2 separate regions of the Arachis hypogaea genome follow, and region 1 is linked to region 2. The links are chromatin contacts, called in public Hi-C maps. All regions are on one chromosome and are shown on one strand. The core of a region is the stretch at or near the end of the contact, and the rest is flanking DNA. Distances in the headings are between cores, read along the strand shown.

Region 1 (6,965 bases), core at 2,933-5,432, 300 kb before region 2:
GAATATTAGGAATTTGGGAACTTACTCATGAAAAACCAAAATAGAAAAATAATAGAAAAATCCATGTGCATTGATAAGTTATGTTTATTTCTCTACAAAAAAAAAGAGAGAGAGAAAAAGAAAAAAAATATATATATATATATATAATATAAATAAATAAATGAGGGGACAAAATTACCCCAAATATTAAGTTTAATAAAAGATCAATGCACATGTGATAAAAAAATTAAAGAAAATTTGGTACGTGAGTATGGGAATTATACAAAAAGTGGGAATTATGGGTAGCTAGGCATGAATTTAAAAGTATATAGAGTATATGTATATTAGGTGAGAGCTTAGATTAATTAAAGATTCAATTTATAAAACTCACTTAGCTATATATATACCTTTACCCTTACCTTAGTCCCATTACAACCTTGAAAAAGACCTCATGACGTTTGCATTGGTATATTAAATATTGTTGATTGGTTAGATGAAGAACAAGGTTTAGAAAGCATGACTAGAGAAGAGTAGAGTGAATAACCCTATACACTTGAGAGATTAGAGTGATACACACTACCAGTGAGGGTTCAATGCTTGATTCTATGTTCCCTGCTTTCATGAGCTGTCTTCTTACAAGTTTACTTGCTTTTTATTGTATGATTTGAATTAGTGAAATCTGGTTTACGTTTGTCTTGAAGAGATTATTTACTTTTAACCAAGAAGGTAGAAACATTTTTTGCATGTAGTTACATTCATATAGATAGGTTGCATTTCATGCATTCTACCATTCCTCTTCATCTTTATAGCTTCTCTTGAGCTTAGCATGAGGACATGCTATTGTTTAAGTGTGGGGAGGTTGATAAACCACTATTTTATGGTTTATCTTGTACTCAATTGAGTGGTTTTTATTAACTCTTTACCCACTTATTCATACTATTTGCATGGTTTTATATGTCCTTCCTAATTATGTGTTTTGGTTGAAAACATGCTTCTTTGATCTTATATTTGCTTATTATTAATCCTCTCTTATTACCATTAGATGCCTTGATATGTGTGTTAAGTGTTTTCAGATATTATAAGGCAAGGATGGCATGGAGGATGGGAAGAAAGCATGCAAAAGTGGAAGGAATGCAAGAAGTTGGAGAAATTGCTAAGCTGTCCAGCCTGACCTCTCTGCACTCAAACGGCTATAACTTTAGCTACAGAGGTCCAAACGATGCGGTTTCAGTTGTGTTGGAAAGCTAACGTCTGGGGCTTCGATTTGATATATAATATGTTATAGTTCCCCTGACGCTAGGCGACGCGACCGCGTGATCCATGCGGCTGCGTCGCAGTGACGGAAATCCAGCGTGGCAAAATTCGAAACCAGCGAATTCTGGACTGTTTCTGACCCAGTTTGCGGCCCAGAAAACACAGATTAGAGGGTATAAAGTGGGGGACTGCATCCATTCATAGGAGGCTCTCAATATTCACAATTTTAGGAGTAGATGTAGTTTTTAGAGAGAGAGGTTCTCTCCTCTTTCTTAGGATTAGGATTTAGGATTTCTCTTAGTTTTAGAGTGACTCTCAATCCCAGGTTCAATGTTCTTTTATTTCTTTTCTCAATTTTGTTTATGACTCTCTATGTTTAGATTGATTTTCTATTTAATATATCTTGAGGTATTTCAGACTTATGATTGCTCCTTTTTATTATATAAATAATTTAGATTTTTCCCTTTTGGCTTTGGTTGATTTATTGGTAACGCTTAAGCTGTCAAATAAAGCAGTGGTTGAAATTGGGAGTTGCTCCAATAACTCTAGTCTTTCCATAGGAATTGACTAGGACCTGAGGATTAAGCTAATTAATCTACTTGATTTACCTTCATAGTTAGAGGTTAACAAAGTGGGATTAAAACCCAATTCTCGTCGCAATTGACAAGAATAGGACTTCCAGTTCTTATACCTTGCCAAGAGTTTTATTATTTATTTAATTTAATACAATATTACTTTCTTGTCATTTACTATTCTTGCTTTTTATCTTATACATTAAAACCCCCAATTTACAAACTCATAACCAATAATAAGAACACCTCCCTGCAATTCCTTGAGAAGACGACCCGAGGTTTAAATACTCGGTTATCAATTTTAAAGGGGTTTGTTACTTGTGACAACCAAAACGTTTGTATGAAGGGATTTTTGTTGGTTTAGAAACTATATCTACAATGCGACTATTTTTATGATATTCTTTACTGGCAAAAATCTCTAACGTCAAAAACCCTTGATTACTACTTTGACAATCTTGCTTTCAGGAATCGACACAAAATATTGACTGCGATCATTTTTTAATCGAATCATATAATCATCTATTAATTTATCATCCTCTATTTTAAAGGCAAACAAATCTGTTAGTTACTTTCGATTCACCTCTATAAAATTGACTATGAAATGTATTTTTCAATTGAGCCCAACTCGAATTGGGTCTTAAATTCAAAAACCATGTAAAAATATTTTTTTGTCAAATAAAAAGAAAAAACTTCATTTTCAAATCTTCATTGTTTGCTAGATTTCCAAGTTTAGCCAAATATCGAGCAATATGCTCTACAGTTGATTCTCGTACTTCTCCAACAAACTTGGTAACAATTTTAGGATTTTTTTTACCCCGTAGGTACCTTAGCCATTTGTATTGTTTCAGGAAAAGCTAAAACGATATAGGTCGATGCATAAATACCACATTAATACCTACTCGATTGAGGGTATTTTCAACAATCCTTATCATCTGATAATAACCACCACGCTGATTAGCTCGAATTCAATTCAAGACATCATCAGCATTTTGACCACGTCGAACGACGTGAGGATGATTTTTGTCATTAAGATTGTTATGGAAACTTTTCTCATTATTATAACGTATATTTTGAGGTTGACCATACCATTCATCAAATTTACAATTATAACAATTCTATCGACTTACCTAGCTAACTGATCATACTTAGTATTATTATCAGTCATAATTGGGTTAAGAATTGCAGTCATTTGATGAGTTAGTAAATTAACTAAATCATGATGACTCACATCCATATGCTAACAAAAAGTAGTCATTGATCCTGAACTATTGGACAAGGAACCAACTGAATAATCTCGAGTGGTTGGTTATTCAATGTAACTGGCGCATTTCCAAATCTGACTGGAGGTGCGTAACTGCCTGATGGTGGCATATAGCCAAGAGGAAGGCCAAATAGGCGCCACTTTGTAGTTACTGGTAATAGATTTTGTATTAGCGCACTTCTAGGGCATGGATTTCACCCATTACCCCTAGTATTTGCTTTAACAACTACAACAATTTTCTAGAATTTTAGGTACTTCTTTCTGTATGTGATAATGAATTTGCAGAAGTTTGTGCGATACCTACTGGTACATTTGATTATACATTACTATTTGAAACTTTTTCAAACATATTAATAATTCTACCACTTTGCAATCGCATACACTTTTGAAATCCTTTTATGCATGAAATTGAAAATACAACTTTGATATTTAAAAAACTGTTTTACTGGACTTGTCAATTTGTTTTACAGAGTTTTCACAAATCTATGCAAATAAATTTTAATTGCAAAAACATCTAGGTTGGTTCAATATCTATTTTCTGGGAGCGAAACATAATCCTCTTTGCGGATACCAATTTTACCATGCATTAAAAGCCAATCTGGAATCAAAATTTACTCTTCTTTGTCACGATGAAGAAGCAAGCTTTTTTTTTATATTACTGTCTTTAAGGATGAACTAGTAAATCAAAACCAATCTGACTTGCGAAAATACATACTTAAAATGTAAAGAAAAATTTTACTAAACATAATTAATGCTGCAAAGTATTTAAAATAAAACCAGAATATAAAAGATAAATATTGAACTTGCGAGAAAGATAAACTGCATTAATGTAAAGTGCAAAAATGATAAAGAAATATAAGAATATGGAAGAAAACTTACAGAAATTAACTTAAGACCAAAAGTCTCAGAAAGTCACAGAGGATATGAGTGTTTCTGAAACGATTTTTCAACCTCCAATCCCTTATTTGCTACTCTATTTATAAGCATCTTTCACCAATTATGTGCTGGCACCTGTCGATTTGGTGATGACTCAAAATAACTGTTCTCGGCAAATACAACTTGATAACTGTCTCCTAAGTCATGTTCCCCAATTTTAAAGATTTGCCTTACTATCTAGTCAAAATCGATTACCAATCGAATCGTATCATATTATCAATACCAACTCGAGTCTTTTACAAAATTAAAAATATGCAAGCAAGTGTTGAAATTCTTTATAACTCCCTTTGAATAGAATCTTCTCCCAATTTTATAAGTTGCTAAACTGATCTCGATCAATTATCAATATTTTTTCTACTAAATAACACATTTGTAAGTAAAATTAATTCACCAATTGTCACTTATTTAATTTTTTTTTAATTTTAGAATGTTGATAATTAATGGCTAGAATTTAAGATTTTATATAAAAAAATTTAAAAAAAAGTGTTACAAAATTAAAAGGTTTGAAATATTAGAAACCAAATCCAAATATTTAGAACCAAAATAATACTTTGGTAAGAAAAATAATTGGGGTCAATAGCTGTGTGTTAATGTGCAAAAAAATTGGCAACGGGCGAAGGGCGAAGGGCGAAGAAGAGGAAAATGAAGAAGCTTGCAAGGAAATGGCGCAATTCAGGAGACGACAAGTTCTCTCTTCCCATCCACGACGATGAAGACTCTCGTCCCATGGGCCCTCAAGGTTTCCACTTTTCCATTTTATTCAATGCAACTATCAGTTTAGGTCATTTTGTGATTCCAATTTTGGTTTACAGAGCAAGAAGAGTTTGTTCGCTCTTTAGAGGCCACTCAAGCTGAGAATAATCGCTTTTGGAGGGTATCATCTCCTTTTTCTTTTTAAGTCAATTTGATTTTAATCTTTTTTATATGAACTCATCTCTGATTTTATTTTCCTTTTTTATTATGTAGAGGGTGTTTGCCATTCTGCTCTTCTGTTACATGCAGTTTCTTTTGTATTCCATCTTCAAACAGGTTACATCTCCATGGGAGATGGTATGTTGCAACTCTCTTTCAAGCATGCATGTGATGTGAGAATGTTGCGTGGAATAATAGCTATTTGTTTTTTTCTTTTCTTTTATTTTGTTATCTGATTTTGAGTCTTCTGAGGCTTGTTATGTGTTTGATCCATGTTGAAACTATTAAACTTTTTTGCTTTTGTCTTTGATGATAACGTATTTTGTATGCCTTGGATGAAAATAAGTCGTTTGCCTATTTACCAAGAGGACAATTGAATTTTGTATGTTGGAAGGCTTTGTGGTCGTACACTCTTATTATTCCTTTTCCAAATATATAGCATTGAAGTCATTGTAGCTAATAACGTTTTCATTTTCTGATTTTTGTGATTGTTTGTTTTACTGAATATGCTGTTAACCTTTCTTTGTTCTTGATAAACAGAGGCCTTATGCCTATTTCATGGAGGACATCTACTCATGGATGATTATCTCTGCAGGTTCATTCCTTTACTTATCTAGAATTATATACATATACCTCAGCTAGACTTCCTATTTTAGGTTCCTTATTTTTTTTCTGCATTTTCTATAGAAATTGTGTCTTTAGTCCCTATGTTCGGTTTTTATCGCCTTCGTTATCAGTATGAACTTGCAATTGAAGTAGACACATGATATGCTATTAATTTGTCAATTTATGTGGTGGCGGCTGTTGTCAAAAACTAATTGAATAGCTTTTACAGACTGGATGGCTGTTTTAGTGTGCTCATTTTCCATGAAAGGATTGATTGATGAGTCAGTGCATCACAGAAGATGGATCTGGTACTCGTGGTTTACTGCCATTGTTCCTGCAATGTTCTGGTTATATTACATGTTGAGGTAAGTTCATAGATAACCACCAAATAATCATGGTCACCATATGGAATTGAAAATCAACTAAGATATAAAAGCATGAAATTACTGGAATATAATATATAATTTAGCTATGGGGTTGGTTTTTACTTTTTAGTATACACTATCATAGGGAACTTATTTGTATTTTAGTACATTTGAACCAATGCATATTCAAGAAAGCATTCAAGAAAATCAAGATGTTATGCCTGCTCTGGTAATATTTTCCATTCTATAACTGCTTCCTATACTATCTTCAGCTATTCTTTCTGCTGTTTATATCCCCCTTCAAATATGTGCTATTTCAGGTGCTTCCCTCACCTCTAATATATAACACTAATTTTCTTATAGGCTGCCTAAATTCCGATGGGATGTTATCTTTCTGCCATTTGGTCCTCTTGGGTAAGCGCTGTTAATAATATATTCTTTTCTTTTATCTTTTATTCCTTTTTTACTTATTTAATTTGTGTAGCACTAAACAGGTAAGTTTGTTGCTTGGTTACTAACTTACTATGCTGCTGCAGGGGAGCCACAATCTGCCTCTACGTGGATCATTTGCTAAGTGAGTCATCAGAAGAGATAAGAAAGCTTCGTGGGTACATGTATAGCTATAAAGCAGGCTAGAGTGGACATTGTGCCCTGGTGATATGGGAAGCAATTTTTGGAATGGATTGACCGGATAACCTGTGAATTATTTTCAATCAGTCATATGGATTGAGGCTGATACCCTTATCAGCCAACAACAGCAGGGAGAGTTAAGATAGGAACAGTCACCTGATCAGAGAGCAAGTGACATGGTTTAAGGTGGCATCTGGTGGAGTGGCGATGTTTTGGTGAGATGTGGTAGTAGCAATTTTGGATGCTATAATAATTTTCGTTTTACTGAGCAACTTAGTGAATCACATTTCTCTAAAGTTTATGCAAGTTGTGTCATTGCTGTTAATCAACAGAATTTTATAGCTGTTCGTACCTTGCGTGAATTTGCCATTACGGCTGACAAGTTTAGACTTTAGACATGTTAACTTACATGGGTATTGAATTGTTTGCAAAATAGGTTGGATATTGAAA
Region 2 (6,250 bases), core at 3,079-5,578:
ACAAAATAACTTATTTATAAGCTACTATTAATAAAAGTCCTTATACTTTAAGCTCTTTTTCCAAAAGAACTTATTTAAGTTATTTACCCAAACTGGGCCTTAATCCAATCTCTAATACCCTCATACTCAACAAAGCTAAACTCAAGATCATGATTTGCTGTCGCCTGAGTGAGTTTTTTCCGATGAACATTCTGATAAATTTTGGTTGGAAGACCCCTGTATATATCATCATCAAATCTAATTCTGAGGGGTATGGATTTACAAGAAACTATATGATGACTCAGATAAGAAGTCCCGTAACTATTTAGTTTTTGGATTTTTTTTTCAATTTTGTATTCATGATTACAAAAATTGCATTAAGCTTTTTCAATACCATCTCTGTCTTTTTCAATCCTCTTAAAAAACCTCCAAACATTAGATTTTTTTATCAGAATCAACACTACCAGAAACTTAAACAGGAGTCTCAGAAACAATCTCATCATCCATGTTTATAAATTTCTTAATCATATTCAAATAATATGTATTAAAATACTACAGCAACAACAACAACGTTCATTGATTATGAAATTCTTGTATTAAAAATTTAAAATTCTACAACAACAATAACCCACTTTATAATCTTTTGCACTAAATTGCACTTTATAATCAACTGATCTAAATAAGAACAAAATATGTTCCTAAATATCTTGCCGAACAAGCCTTTTCATTCCAAGAAGTCAAGAAACAACAAAAAAAAAAAACTCCAATTTGACATTCAAAAAAATATAATTGTACAAAGAATGAATAAATCAAGCCTTATGGATCCAAAATATCAACACATAAACTTTTTTCATCTGCATAAAAGACTTCAAAATTCAAAGTTAACTTGATAATTTCGACTTATCAAAGAATCGTATTTCTCTTTTGATTCTCAAAATAAAATATTATTTTCCCTTAAAATGTACAAAATTATAGTGAAGAACTGAAACTTAATTTTGATAAATCCAAATCAAAGACTAAAAGATTATCAACCAACTGATACAATGATATCCTCCAATGAAAATTGATGCTTTCACAAACGATATTATGGGTTCTAAAGCAATCATAATTACAATTAAAAAAAAGCACAAACCGAATATTGGAAGCTCAACAATATTCGGTTCCATTACTACTTGCAAACTAAATATTCTAAATTCAGTTAGCATATTGGTTTCTTCAGAATAAAACCAATGTAAATTACAACAAACATTCATTTTCTTTTTTAATGGTTTCATTATGAATAGGGTACCCTGAATTAATGACCAATTTTTTTCTGAATCAATAGCAAACTAATTTGAACTAATTTAAAAATTTTTATTTTGAAATCAAGCAGAAATAAGCAAACTAGAAAAACAAAAACTCTAAGAGAGGGAGAGAAGAAGAAGAAAGTCACCTTTGGGGCTCTGAAGCAGAAACAAGCGCACCGCATCAGGGAGGAGTTGGGGCCATCCCAGTTTTAATTTTTTTTTTGTGGGGCTTAATTAGGGCCAGGACTTATAAAATATGTTTTTATAATTTATGGGGCTGTGGGCTGAAATTATTTTAAAGAGTTTAGGGCCAACCCTAAAATATTGGGCTCGATTGACATTACTACTTTCTATCATCATTAGTCACCTATTGTAATTGAAAACACATTAAATTAACAACAGCAAGTTTAATCTATAAATTAAATGTGATGGCAATGCTAATAATTAATTTGGTAATTACCAAGAGAGAGTCAACAAAATACAATTCATGGTTTGAATAGAGGATGCAAGACAAGTTCAGATAATAGCCAAAATAAGTCTAGAGAATATTTTGAAAGATGAAAACCTAACCCAATATCACCGTTGGCTTTGTACCCCTGGTTCAGGAGGGAGAAATAGACTACTACCGGCAATGATGGCGGATGCAATGGCCACGGCAAGACGCGACGGCGCTGTTGGAGGAGTTGGACGCGGGTGGTGCGAATAGGGGTCACGGGTGGACATGACAGATGGTGATGGAGACGCGACGACTCTGATGGGTCGGAGGAGATGGACACACAGGGGTCACGGAGGCTCAGGATGTGAGAGATAGTGGCGAGACGTGATAGCACTGGTGGAGAAGCGGATCCAGAGGTGGTAAAATTAGGGTCATAGAGGCCAAGGACGCGATAGACGATGATGGAGATAGACAAAAGAGTGAAAGACAAAAAAAATGTGGTGGTGTTGGTGAACGACAACAGTAAAAAATCTGCCGACAAAAATTCAGATCTGAGAGTGAAGTGTTTCTCTGCATTGAGGGTCTTTAGTTTTTGAGAGTTAGAAGTCACAGGAGAACGAAAAAAAGAAGAAAATTTTTTTATTTTGTATTAATTTTAATAAAATATAATATTTAATCATAATTAATCATGTATAATTAATAGTACACATATATTAGTATTTATATATAAATAATATTTAATATACTTTTAAAATATATTAAATTTTAATTTTTAAAATTATTTAATTATTAGTTGACTAGAATTAATGATATCGTGTCTATACTATATTAGTCTATATATACGGAATATGAATTTTTTTTACAAATCTTGAGATACGAGAGCAATTACCAAATTAACGGTGGTATGGAAACAATCACCAATAATGTTTGGCGGTTCGGTGCAGTGGAGACCCTGACAACAAAAAATTTGGCTGCATGCATTATTGATGATCCTAACCATGGCGTCGTCCACGCACAGCAATAGCATGCCGTCTTGTACAAATATCGTGTTTAATTAGATAATGGTATAATGTATTTGTTTATAGAGTTTAGTCAGCCTGTGTCCTAAAATTTATTATTAATAAAAAATTTTAAATTTTTTTATTTAATAAATATAAAATAAATGTATTAAAAATTTAAATATTTATAAAATTTTTAATTTATAATCTTAACGTATCCTTTTAGCACACGATCGTTAAACCCTTGTTTACAGGATGTGATAGATTGATACTTAGAGATTTATTTGTATAATATGTGAACTTTTATGGTTCAGGAAGCAGTCCCATAATCATAATGCATCCTCGATCTATTATTAATGGTACCCCAGAAAGAGACAAACGGTAGCTGTTAATAATTGTCAGATGGGGGGACCCTGGCATTGTTGGAAATTGTATATTTGAGCAGCCAACGAAACTTTCGTGACCCTTTAATTTCCGGATCCTTTAACGTCCGCATATCGGTGTAACTTTCGTGACAATGAATGAATATTAAAGAGCACGACTAAATAATATGCAAAAGGATACTACAACTCTTAATTGAACTCAAATATCATTTCATTGCATCCTACTATCATTAATATAATTGATTAGATATATGACGACGACGATGATGATGGGTCTAGTTGGGTGTTTTTATATTGAGAATAAGCAAATCCATTTTGCACAAAATCAAGCAAGAATGCATCATCTTCTTCAGCATAATAACCAAGCCACTGATGACCAACATGATCTTTCTCTTTTATTACCAAGGGATTAGCAGCTGAAATGTCTGATTCCAAAGGCAGCATTTTTGATGGAACTGGGAATGGTGTTTGGTACAAACCCAAAACAGCAGACTCAAAACAAGTAGTTGGGGTGTTGTTATTATGATCAAAGGCTTCAATTTGAGGAGTGAAAGTTGGGAACTTGGAAGAAGCAGTGTTGAGGACAGTAGTGGCATTGGCAGTGTTTATTCCTCCTGCGAAGAACTTCTTCCTAAGCTTAGTGTTCCAGTGATTTTTGACATCATTATCAGTTCTTCCAGGTAGTTGAGCTGCTATAAGGGACCACCTTAACACAAACAGAAACAACGTCGTAATACATAAAATGAATGAAGAAGATTCAAGTTAAGTAGTTGATGGTTGTTACTACCTGCTTCCAATGGTAGCATAAAGGGTGGAGATAAGTTTGTCTTCATCGTCAGTGAAAGCTCCATGCTTGATGTGAGGCCTGAGATAGTTGAGCCATCTCAGACGACAGCTTTTCCCGCAGCGTTTAAGGCCTTGATCATCATTAGTCAGATAGATAGAGACAATGACAGGCAACAAACAAACAAACACAAGGAGGTAGATGAGAGATGAGATCTGAAACCTGCTTTGAGAGGAAGAGCTATCCAGTTACCAGCAGAGCCATGTTTGTTGAGGTAGCTTTTGAGTATTTCATCTTCTTCATGAGACCATGGCCCTCTTTTCACGTTAGCTTTGTCACAGCATGGACTTCTTCCCATTGCCACTCTCTCTGTCTTTTGTTAGGGCATTACCACAAACTAGAAGCTATTTAAATAGACCCCATTTTTTCAATTAAGTGAGAACCGGTCAACCACAAGGTACACTCAAATGTAAGTATTTAACAGAAAAAGAAAAGAATAGTACCCTTTTTGTTTTGGTTTCAAATAGTACTTTTATTTATTTATTATTATTTTTTTTTTTTGTCAGACAACACACCCACACAATTACATCACATGCTTCAGCCACAAATAGAATAGTACTTAGCACTCATCACCATATCAAATGGACCATGATTCATTCATCATCCAAACTGGGCCACATTACCATACCCAGCCCAATAGGCCATGATACCTGGGTGCCCCAAACATCTACAAACAACACAAATGTGATAGACAGGATAGTTAACTGCTGAAGCAACGGTTTGAAAAAAATAAAAAATAAGAGACACAGGAAACTATAATCTATAGAGAGACTAAGAAAAATGAGAAACCACACCTTAAAAATTAGCCAATAAAAGAGAAGAACTAATCTCCTTATATATAATATAAAGCATCCCATACTATCCGACATGGGACTTTGAACACCCCAGAATATCCAAATCCCTAACAAATTCATTTTCTTTCCATGATGAATTCCCTCACTTCATTGAATAGTAAAAGGAAGGAGATGTGACTTATAACTTGATTAAACAAAACCTTTTGCTATGTTCTTTTCTTAATTAATTAATTTAAGAAAGTGGAAATATGATGGATTGTGCTACAGTGAATCTTAGACATCGATATGGAGGCATCACTCCAATCCAAAACACAAGAAAGTGGAACATCTTGGTGGGATTATTCCATCTTTTAGGAAAATGTCAATGACATATAATAGTATATTAATATTCTCTTTCAAGTTTCAAGAGGTTATCTAGGATGGACTTAGATTAGATTAGATTACATTACATTAAATTAAAGCGATGCACTGTATGGTATTAGTATTTGTATATTAGTCAAATCCATCAACATCTTATCTCTAAAGACCAAAGTGCAACAACCCCATGATCCTTGTCTGTTGTTGTTGAAGTTGAAGCGGCATTAATAATTTCAATTCATTTGGAACAATATCTTTTCTTTTTAAAGCCAAAACCTGTTGGCTTAGAACCAACAGTTTCCATCAACCGAGGGCATGCTTGCTACTTACTTACAATACTTTTTCTTTGGGTTTAACTCACTTTAATTTTATGCTTACTCCGTACACTTTCCATTTCCTCTGCCCCTTCTCATTATACCAATTTCACAAGCCTTCTAATCACACTTACTTTTACTCATAACCAATATTTAGCTTTGATTTCTTTCAATTTATCAACTATCATACTCAATAGAGATATAATATAATCAAAGAATTCTTTAATAATTCAAATTGAGGACTCAAATAATGCTTTTATGGCCTTTCTATCAGAAAAAAAAAAAAAAAAGCAATTAACCGTCCAATGCAATTCTCAAAAATAGTTATAAAATAGAATATAAAATTGATTTAGTTTTTAATGTTTAAAGTAAATCTTAAATTTTTTTAATATTTAAACATTTTATTTTTGCTTCAAACTTCTTTCGTCTTTTTTTTTTTTAAGACAAAAATTTTATTTTTGACTGAAAAAAAATAACAAAATATTTTGGACAAAAATAAAACGCCTTAAATGTTAAATATTAAAGATAAAAACAATAAGTAATTAATTAAAATTTTTAAAAAGAACAATCATATGGATCAAATAATACCGATCACGTGTTTTGATCGCAAATTGGATAGGATTGAAAACCAAACAAAAGCCTGTAGCTTAAGATATTTCAGATCATGAGAACAGGATAATGATTATAACAATTAAGTTACTAGAATTTAATCTATAAATTGAAAAAAGTTTGGTAACAAACAAATTTCAGCCATAATTAATCAAAATTTTTGATAATTTATTTTATTTATATCATTTAATAATAATTTTATTTTTTATTTCACTCTCTTATCATTCTACTTATTATATTCTTATCAACT

What was found. Hi-C and Micro-C count contacts between places; a contact is called where the count stands out from the background.
Region 1: a contact with region 2 is called in a Hi-C map of leaf, with 4 times the contacts expected there. The contact joins the promoter of LOC112732341 here to the promoter of LOC112735963 in region 2. A contact is called at or near these places in 2 of 8 Hi-C or Micro-C datasets (leaf and an unstated tissue).

What each region holds. Positions count from the first base shown.
Region 1 is chr13:88,160,612-88,167,576 of arahy.Tifrunner.gnm2.J5K5, reverse strand. LOC112732341 reads left to right here and starts at 4,182. Exons shown (of 7, transcript XM_025781034.2): 1 at 4,182-4,741; 2 at 4,815-4,876; 3 at 4,969-5,052; 4 at 5,455-5,509; 5 at 5,750-5,885; 6 at 6,249-6,299; 7 at 6,422-6,965. The coding sequence starts at 4,645. The coding sequence ends at 6,521.
Region 2 is chr13:87,857,629-87,863,878 of arahy.Tifrunner.gnm2.J5K5, reverse strand. LOC112735963 (transcription factor RAX1) reads right to left here and starts at 4,328. Exons shown (of 3, transcript XM_025785363.3): 1 at 4,089-4,328; 2 at 3,870-3,999; 3 at 3,276-3,788. The coding sequence starts at 4,224. The coding sequence ends at 3,326.